Regions from separate parts of the Sus scrofa genome. Here all the other regions are linked to region 1. A link is a contact called in public HiChIP or PLAC-seq data. All regions are on one chromosome and are shown on one strand. Each heading gives the region's core, a stretch centred on a gene start, on an enhancer-like site or on the middle of the called end of the contact. The rest is flanking DNA. Distances are from core to core; before and after follow the strand shown. Region 1 holds the start of GATAD2B (transcriptional repressor p66-beta). Region 2 holds the start of TPM3 (tropomyosin 3). Region 3 holds the start of ILF2 (interleukin enhancer-binding factor 2).

What was found. HiChIP or PLAC-seq counts read pairs in DNA pulled down with a chosen protein or histone mark.
Region 2: a contact with region 1 is called in an H3K27ac HiChIP or PLAC-seq map of alveolar macrophages. The contact joins the promoter of TPM3 here to the promoter of GATAD2B in region 1. A contact is called at or near these places in 1 of 5 promoter capture datasets (fetal skeletal muscle), 1 of 47 Hi-C or Micro-C datasets (embryonic fibroblasts) and 1 of 2 datasets of contacts at active chromatin or transcription factors (alveolar macrophages).
Region 3: an H3K27ac HiChIP or PLAC-seq map of alveolar macrophages shows a contact between it and region 1. The contact joins the promoter of ILF2 here to the promoter of GATAD2B in region 1. A contact is called at or near these places in 2 of 5 promoter capture datasets (fetal skeletal muscle and liver), 1 of 47 Hi-C or Micro-C datasets (epiblast stem cells) and 1 of 2 datasets of contacts at active chromatin or transcription factors (alveolar macrophages).

The regions. Positions count from the first base shown.
Region 1 is chr4:95,765,441-95,768,626 of Sscrofa11.1, forward strand. GATAD2B (transcriptional repressor p66-beta) reads left to right here and starts at 1,549. Exons shown (of 11, transcript XM_021089804.1): 1 at 1,549-1,795.
Region 2 is chr4:95,548,323-95,551,508 of Sscrofa11.1, forward strand. It overlaps TPM3 (tropomyosin 3), which reads left to right and starts at 1,505. Exons shown (of 8, transcript NM_001001632.1): 1 at 1,505-1,686. The coding sequence starts at 1,555.
Region 3 is chr4:95,979,238-95,982,423 of Sscrofa11.1, forward strand. ILF2 (interleukin enhancer-binding factor 2) reads left to right here and starts at 1,625. Exons shown (of 14, transcript XM_005663409.3): 1 at 1,625-1,751; 2 at 2,452-2,511; 3 at 2,728-2,770. The coding sequence starts at 1,747. It overlaps TRNAM-CAU (a tRNA gene), which reads right to left and starts at 1,412; the gene lies at 1,341-1,412.

The sequences.
Region 1 (3,186 bases), core at 299-2,798:
GCTTTTTAGGGCTGCACTTGTGGCATGTGGAAGATCCCAAGCCAGGGGTTGAGTCGGAGCTGCAGCTGCTGGCCTACACCGCAACCACAGCAATGCCAGATCCGAGTGGCGTCTGAGACCTACACCACAGTTCACGGCAACGCCAGATCCTTAACCCACTGAGTGAGACCTGCATCCTCATGGATACAAGATGGGTTCATAACCTGCTGAGCCACAATGGGAACTCCCATAGCATGACTTATAAGTGATTCGAAAAACACATTCTAGTGCTCCTGGAACCAGTTATTTCCGTGTTCAAACCACGGCTTACTCACTAATTAGCTGTCTGATCTTTGCAAGTTCCTTAGTCTCTCTGAACCTGAACCTGCCTAAGTTTAGATTTCAGCTCTGCCACTTATCTTGTGTAACTTTGGGCAACGCATTTGATCTGTACCTCACGTTCCTCATCTGCAAAATGGGGATAACAGTTTCTACTCTAACAGAGTTTTGAGCAGTAAATAAACGAATCCACGTAAAGCTCTTAAAAGAATAAATATTCACATATAGCACAGTGTCTCACAATTTCTTTCCACAAACGTTAGCTATTATTGTTTTAACACACTGACTCAGAGACTTGGTGCCTGTCCTCAAGGTGCTCAAGAACACCACCTGTAAATCGAATATACTTTAATAAAGGAAAATTAAAAAAAGAAATGAACAATACTTGTGGTATGTGCTGGAGAAACGCTGAGAGTCTAGGTGGGCCTTACTGCTTTGGGGAAGTACGGAGGCCAGCAGGAGCTGGGCCTTTTTAGTCGATTAGGTGGCGTGGGAGACTGTTTCCCTCATTGTGAACCTGACTAGACCAGGAGATCCCTAGAAAGGGAGTTGCGAGGGCTCTGCACGGCGTAATTTCTCAGCAATTTGGCCAGCTGCCTTTTTTTTCTCCTATCGGGTTTCAGTCACGACAGGACCACGCTGAGGTACAATGAAGACCAGGAAGCTCAAGGCCTTTGGCAGACGGAGACAGGCCACGCCCCAAGTAGACTGCAAGGCCCGAGCGCTTCAAGCCACTTTTATCGTGAAATTCCTGGATTCTGTCGCGATGTAACACCACCCAACGCAGACCCCAGCGCCGTTCCCCCGTCTCCATCTTTAGAATTGGAAGAATGAGAAATGGCCAAAGGGGAATCCCGGTTTTGGGGATACTGGGGTACGGCGGCTGCCTGGGGACCAAAACGTCTCTAAGGTAAAGTTGCAGCCCTGAAGCGATTTTTTGACCCCCGACACTTAATGGGCTGCTGAAGACCCGGATGTGTCTGGGACTGGCCGAGGTACCCATTAACGCGCCCCCGCTAGACCATCCCCCTCCTCCGTTTAGGACTGGGTCTTAAGTACGCCAATCATCACCTCTCCAGCCACTCACTCTTCAAGGGTGGGGTGTAGCCCGGGCATCCCATCTCCTATTGGTACGGCCGAGAAGAGGAGGGCGGGGAGGCCGGCTCAGGTCGCCCAATGGGCGTCGTGGCGTGTGGGGAAGGCGGAGCCGAGGCGCTTGGCAGCTGCCCAATCAGCGTCCTTGTTTGTGTGGTGCCGCCGCCGCCGGTGCAGCCGCCGCCGCCGCCGCTGCCCCCGTCTGTACCGCAGTGTCTGCTCCGCCCGCCCGCCCCGGTCCGGCCCGCCCCCCTCCCCCACCCCCGCCCCAAGTCCCGTCAGCGGGGTCCGGAACCCACTGTGCCGTCGCCTCTTCCTTTTTCGACGCCGCCGCCGCCGCCTGAGGAGGCGAGCTAGCCGGGAGTTACACCGCCACCGCCAGGTGAGGAGCTTTGGCCTAGGCCAGCTTGGCCGCCCGCCCGCCCGGGGGCGGTGAGGAGCGAGGAAGGGAGGGAGGCTGGGAGGAGGCGGTGGTGGCGGAGGTGGGGGAAGGGAAAGGTGGAGGGGCGGGGGGAGGGGAAGCGCCCGCGAGCCGACGCCCGCCCGCGCGCCCCCGCCTTGCGTCCCCCTCCCCCCACCCCGGCACTGCGCGCCCCCGCCTCGCGCTCCCCTTCACCTCATCCCCTCCCCCCGCTCCGCGCGCGCGCCCCGGTCTTTCACTTCGGCCTTGCGCGCCCCCAGCTCGAGTCCCTTCATTTCTTCTCCTTTTACTCTTTCTCCCCTCCCTCGCGCCCCGTTTCCCCCGCCTTCCCCGCTTTCACTCACTGCCTCATGCCCGCCATGCTCCCCTCCTTTCCTCTCTAGCGCGCCCCCCCTTAACTCTCTCCACCCCCAGTGGTGCCCTCAGGGTGCGGGGGCCGCTCCCTACTCTCAGTCTTGTGTTTGTCGGCGGTTGGGACAAATGGGGGATCCTTAAGGGTGAAGGAAGCACGGGTTGATTATCTTTATTTAGGCAAAGGGGCCAGGAGGGCAAAACCTTACCCCTTTATTTCATCGTCCACGGTTCCCTCGCCCTCTGGTAGAAGGGGATTGTCTCAGCCTGTATGATGTGGGTACTTGTATTCTGTAGCGACTAAACCACCCCCTTTTTTAGCTGGGCTGCTGGGACCCGCTTGGTCTGTATCCCAGTCCAGTGCCTGAGGGTCGATGGAACTAGAACTTGCCCTTCCCTAAACCAAACCCAGACTTAGAGTACTTTCTGCTATCCTGCTCTCAATTACACGAAGGAGCTAGCCACTCCTGTAAGTGCAGAGGTTTGGGTGCCATTCGCCGGCCCAGGACAGCGTTCCCCCTTCATAAAGGTATGATAGTCTCTTTGGATTCTTCCCCAGCATTAACTTCCCTCCAAACACAAAATATTAGTTCATAGGGTTGGCACTGAAGTGGAGATGGAGGCATTGATGGGGGTGGCATGTGGCTGCTAACTGAACTACCTATCAACCTTTTCTTCTGCTGTCATCTGGAGAATCAGGTAGCCTTCTGAGAACCAGTTTTCTCATTTCTGATAAATGATTATTTAGAAGGCTTTTGTGTGCGTGTGAAGAGAGCCGGGAGATACTTAACATAGTGTATTTCAGCTAAGGCAAAGAGCAATGCTTTCAGGCCAGACTGCAGTAGAGAGATTTGGACTTGCAGCAGCTGGAGTATAAGAAGGTTTAATAGATCTGTGTTGGGAGAAGAGCTAATGCTTTTGAGTTTTTAAAACATTTTTCTCCCAGAAATTTTATTTTTTAATTAGACAATGCATGCATGTGATGCAAAGTGAAAAGAAAT
Region 2 (3,186 bases), core at 255-2,754, 220 kb before region 1:
TGAAATTGGTGAAAGTTATGACACAGAACGGAGGTTGGGTTCCACAGGACTATAGTTTTTCAGGTAGTCACATCTTGCTGTTGCACAAAGGATCTGGTAACAGTAGTCCCTAACAGAGGATACTTTCCTAATAAAATGGGGCATAAAATACCTTCCCCACCTACAAAAGGAATTGTAAAGTGATGATTAATTACCAGGTCCTGAATCATTCAAGGTCTGGAGAATCCGGCCGGTTGGTAAATCACTGGTGTCTACTGACTCTCAAAAGTAACAGGGAAAAAGACCAGTACTTTATGCTTTAACTTTTGCTTTTCAGGGCTGCACCTGTGGCATATGGAAGTTCCCAGGATAGGGGTCCAATCAGAGCTATAGCTGCCAGCCTTCGCCAGAGGCGCAACAGCACCCAGTCCCTGCCGTGTCTGTGACGGCAAGGCAGATCACTTAACCCACTGAGCGAGGCCAGGGATAGAACTCGCATCCTCACGGATACTAGTCGGATTAAGGATCCGACTAGGAGCCATGAGGAAAACTTAACACCTGTATTTTAAATAGAACACTTATGTTCAAAACTGATGCCAAACAGATGGAGTTCCCCTTGTGGCGCAGTGGTTAACGAATCCGACTAGGAACCATGAGGTTGTGGGTTCAGTCCCTGACCTTGCTCAGTGGGTTAAGGATCCAGCGTTGCCGAGAGCTGTGGTGTAGGTTTCAGACGCGGCTCGGATCCAGCGTTGCTGTGGTTCTGGCGTAGGCCGGCGGCTATAGCTCCGATTCGACCCCTAGCCTCGGAACCTCCATATGCTGTGAGACCGGCCCTAGAAAAGGCAAAAAGACAAAAACAAAAAACAAAACAAAAAAAAAACTTGATGCCAAATAGATAGCGTTGTCAACCTGCCCATCTCTTCATCCCCCATTAATCCCCTTCATCGACTTTTAGGAAATGGGAAAGAACCTACCTGAGCAGCCTTTGAAAGGAGACTGGATATCTGGGCTCTTTTGAAGATGAGGCACAGAAAGACCAGGTTTTTTCTTAGTACCTGTTTGGAAGCCTTTATGGGGTATATGGTGGAGAGGTACACAGGGTGCCCTAGCGGGTAAGTGGTGGTGGATCAGCTGGGTAAGTAGTGGCCGATCAGCTCTGGGGAAGTGAGGGGTCAACTGCGAGTGTGTAAGGGGCCTCACAGGCCAACCATTGTGGACAGCCAGCCCCGCGGCTGGAGAGGTTTAATCACCACGCGCCTTCCGGTTACCATGGTAGCCCTCCCTCTTTCCAACCCCGCCCCCCTTTGCCTGCTGGAGGAAAATGCTGGGAGCGGTCGCCCCGGGCGACTGAGCGGTCCCGCCCTTCGCTCCCCGCGGCTGGTCTCCCTCCAGTGGACAGCCTTCCCGCCTGCCTGGCGGTGGGAGGGCGCGGCGGTGGTGGCGTCACGTCCGGGCGGGTGGGCGAGTTCCGGTATTTCAGGGCGGAGCAGGCGGAAGTAGGGGTGAGAAGCGGCTGCAGCGCCGAGCGGAGAAGGCAGGAACCCGATTGCGAGCAGGAGCTGGGTGGGCACCATGGCTGGAATCACCACCATCGAGGCGGTGAAGCGCAAGATCCAGGTTCTGCAGCAGCAGGCCGATGATGCAGAGGAGAGGGCCGAGCGCCTCCAGCGGGAAGTGGAGGGGGAAAGGCGGGCCCGGGAACAGGTACGGAGAGGGCGAGGCGAGTGAGGGAATGGCAGGCGCTGGAGCAGATGGGACCCCGAACTAGGTCCCATATTTGCGAACGAGCACGGTCCTTAGAGGGCCAGCATACTTGGTGATGAAGTTGGAGCCCGGAGGTTGGGTGGGGCTCAGCTTCTTTGGACATCTAGCGGGTGAGGGGGGAACGGGGTGCTCGAGCGAACAGGCGTGACCTTTGAAGGAATTGAGCCTCGCGGGCCTGAGGAGTGGTTTTCCTCCTTTCTCCCAGCTCATTCATTCAGTCGCTCTGAGCCGGGCGCGGCCGGGGGAGGGGCTCAAGCGGCCTCTCCCTCCCCCACTTCCCCGTCGAGGGCGGGGGGGATTTTGCTCTCGTTGGGGTTTCCGGCCTCAAGGGTGAGAGTAGGTGGCTGCCTCTCCAGTCTGGGAGGGGCAGAGCCGAATTTAAGGTGAAAGGGTGGGGGTTGAGGGTGGGACCCGCCGGAAAGCCCCCAGCCTAGCCTGCTGGTAGCTTTTCCGCTCCCTCCTCCTGCTCAGGAAATGAGGCAGCAGTCGGCCGAGAGGAAGCGCGGTGCCCTCCCTGGAGGAGGTTGAGGCCACAGCACCGCCTCCCATCCTCCGGCCTGGGGCCCTTTCCTCTTACGGGGAGCCCTTGCAACTGCTGAACCCATTCTCTCTGTCGACGTGAAGAGGGAGGGGAGGAGATGGTACTTCACTCCTTCTGTTAGTGCAAATGTAGGTATCAACAAAAACTTGCCTAGCTTCCACGATGACCTGGAAGGCAGGAACTTATGCCAGATTCAGGCGTTTATTGCTGAAGTGTGAAGAGTGCTAGCTGACCAGGTTAAGAACACTTCGTCCAAGCAGAGCTGATAAGCGAGTGTATGTTGCAGAGAATCTGATGGGGTGCCAATTTCTGTCAAGGTTTCTAGTTCGCGTGGTTGATGGAGTCAAGATACCGAGTTCCAAATAATGAATTCCCGGGGGTCTCTAGTGATGTTACTCTGCTCCTTTCCCAATTATCCACTACAGTGTTTTGTTTTGTTTAAGTTCAGTAAATATTTGTTCTACTGAAAGATGGAACATAAAATGTTAATGAGCCGAGGGGTGATTCTTGAAACCACTTTCTGTTTAGAAGGGCGATTTGTTATAGTAGGCTATGAGCTTTTCAGGGTCTAGGGTGCAGTCTAGTAGGTGGAGCTGATATCTTGAGTTGAGGCTTTGGTTTTGGAGGATCTTGAGGCTGGAGAGGAAAGTAACAGTTGCTAAAATTTGAAGACCTGATGAAAGACCTCTTGTGGTGTATTGGTATTCCTGGTTCTTCCCGTTGGTAAGTTGTTGTTTGTTTTTTACTTTTTGGCTGCTTCTCTGGGGAGTGGCTGAGAATTAATGCTTTGGGGGAAAGAGGGGAGGCAGCTGCCTTCCAGGTTAATACTTAAGATTGTTAGAATATTCATTGCTTCATATAACTGGGCTTGGAAATGCTGGGATCTTGTCTTCCTCAGT
Region 3 (3,186 bases), core at 375-2,874, 210 kb after region 1:
ATGTCTCCAAACTGGAAACGACCCAGATGTGTTTGCCGGTGGCTCAGCCTGTTGGAGGTCTGAACTCATCAACAGAAGAATGGATAAACAAACAGTGGAATATTTATGCAATGGAATGCTACTCATAAATAAAAAGGAGGAGTGGTTAAGGATCCCACATTGACACTCCTGTCAGTCTCGTCACTGCTGCGGCTTGGGTTTAATCCCTGGCCTGGGAACTTCCGCATGCCCTGTGGGGCTAAAATAAATAAACAAGTAAAAAGGAACAAATTGCTGATAAATGCAGAAACATGGAAAAATTTTGAAATGTGCCAAGCAAAAGAAGCCAGAGGAAAAAGAACACATAGGCTGTGAGTCCATTTATGTGAAGAGCAGACGAAACCAATCTACAATAAGAGAAATTGGAATAGTGTTTGCCTCCAGGGGGAGAGCAAAGGCGTATAAGCCAAATTTGTCAGGTGCTAAAAATATTCTTTATGTTAATCTATGCGGTGATTACAAGGGCAGAATACATTATTCAAAAATATTGGAGCTGTAGATTTAAGATCTGTGCATTTTGCTGTAGTAAATAATACGTCAATGTAATACTTAAAAGTTACACAATAGTATATATAATTCTAGAGTCAGTGTGGTAAATTGAATTAAATTACTCCTGCATTTTTCACGAGGAGGGTAAAATTAGACTCTGCCCTTTCAAGGAGGCACGAAATTTTTAGGGTAACCACTGAGGGAGCAGAAAAAGTGCGTAACTTTCTATTGACAGAGGCAGGGAAGGAATAATAAATATTAGTCAGTGAAAAAGAAGGCAAGAAGAGGGAGAAACAGGACAAAGAGCAACTTGTAATATGATTGATTTAAATGCAACAGCAGTTTATCCTTATATGTGGCTGTGAAGCTTCGTTTAAGAGTAAAATCCACCAGGGAGGTTGCCGAGTGAGGAAAGGAGAAATGAGGGGATACTGGGCAAGAGGGATGGGTCTGGTCTTTTTCTCCAGTCATTTCCGTTGTTCTCTTCATCTGAACTCTCTTTCCTGAGGCTGTCTCAGTTTGCCTTCTAGCCCCTCCACATCAGTATTTCTCCTCTCCGATTCAATTATTATATTCAAATCCGCTTCTCCTGCCTCAAGTTTCTAGTCTCTGTGAACTACATCCAGACGTGTAGTCATAGTTGCCTAAGTCCCTTCCTATTCCATTTCGCCTGCTTGCGCCATTTGCCTGCTTTTGGCAAAAATTAGCTTCTAAGGAGGAAAACATAGGAGTGCGGTATTTACATCTACTAGAAAAACAAGAGTTTCTGTCCTGGAGTGGGAAGGAGGGGGGAAAAGAAAGAAAAGCTCTCCTAGCAGAGGATGGTTTCGATCCATCGACCTCTGGGTTATGGGCCCAGCACGCTTCCGCTGCGCCACTCTGCTAGCTCGGCAAGATATTTTTCAAAAATCGTATAGAAAGTTCTCTGAGTGTTAGCCAACCTGATTGCTCTACACCATGCCCCCTGGTGTCCGTAAAAAAAAGTCTTTCCTGTCAAGTCCTTTCTTATTGGCTGGTCCCTGACATAGTAGGGGCTTTTTATTGGTTCATAAACCCGGTTTGCTGAAGTGAACCAATAGGCATAAGTGGTGCAGAACGGCGGGAGCCAATCACGCCGGGGTTTGTTGGCATACGCCGGCAAGCCGCCTCTCCAGTTGAGGGCTTCTCGGAGGAAAGGGGCGGTTGGTGTGGCCTCCATTGTTCGGACTTTGGGACGCCATGAGGTAAGGGTCGTGGGGTGCTCTGGAAGGGTTTCGAGTATTCGACCAAAAACTTTGGGTACGCGGGCTGAAAGGACTCGGAGGTCTTGAAGGGCCGTGTATCTGGGGGCTGCACGGAAATCTGAGAACTCCCGCTTGGGAGCGTGGGGGAAGTCGGGGGCCGCGGAGGCGGGGAAACGTGGGCCAGGGATGGGGGTGGGGCCCAGGCAAGGGGAAGCGGGAGCGGGGGCGGTTAGATGAGGGGCTGTCCTCACCTCCCAGGAGGACCACCTCCCCACCCCGACCACCATCTAGACTGAGAAGGCTTGAACGTGCCTCGTTCATACTCCAGGCTAAGTGCTTGACGTATAGGGTTGCCGTTAGATGCTTTTACTAGTTACGAATAAATGAGCAATCTCGTTAGTCTCTGAAGTATTAGGGCTGGCGCGCCCCGGGAATTATGGGGCATTTCTTGTAGGGCTCACTGAACCTCGTCAGTATTTGATGTGATTAAATTACCCAGAAGGAGGCGGTCTTGGGGGTTGAGGCTGGGCGCTTGGGACGGATGGAGAGCAAGTGTTGTCAGTGGGAATGGGATCTCTTAGCTTCCAAACGGAAGTTCACGGAGATGGCGGTAAGCGAACTTGAAATCATATGGCCGGTATGGTGGAGGTCGTTTCAACGCGGTGAGAACCAAGTTAAAAATGTATTTATGCATTTCTAGGGGGGACAGAGGCCGTGGTCGTGGCGGGCGCTTTGGTTCCAGAGGAGGCCCAGGAGGAGGGTGAGTGCCAGTTTTTAGCATCTCTGCACACTTAGTTTCCATTTCAGTCACCTAAATGGGGTGTTTGGAGCGGACTAATCTTACCTGCTTTTGTGAGCTCCAGCTGTGGTTTAGAAGCATTCTTTCCGTGCTCTCCTAAATGAGAGTTCTGGCCCCTTTATGCTAAAACCACTTGATTTCTGTGGTGAATAATTTGACTTGTTTTTCATTTTTTAGGTTCAGGCCGTTTGTGCCACATATCCCATTTGATTTCTATTTGGTGAGTACCTTGACCGCAGTTCACTTGTTTCCTGGAGCCTAGGGTCTCCCTGTTAATAAAGTCAAATGGTGGTTGGAGTAGGAAAGGGGGTTAGTGAGTGGGATTGGGTTTTGAGTCAGCCTGTATTGCTTTACATACAAAAGCAGTGTAAACTGGGTGGGGAACATAGTTCCTTGACTACAGTTGGTAGTAACAGGATTAGAATCTTTGTTTTGAACAGTTAATTGTATCTTTGGTTTATCTGTTAATGTAACGGTAGTGAGAGCTTAAATTATGGCTCTTCTAGTTTCTATGCTTGTTTAAATATTTTATGGAGTTAAAAATAAGTGTTTTAGAATTTTCTCTTTTCAACTTTTTTTTGTTTTGTGGCAACAGGAAAAAACAATCTTTATTTTATGTTATTTTTGGTGGGTAGT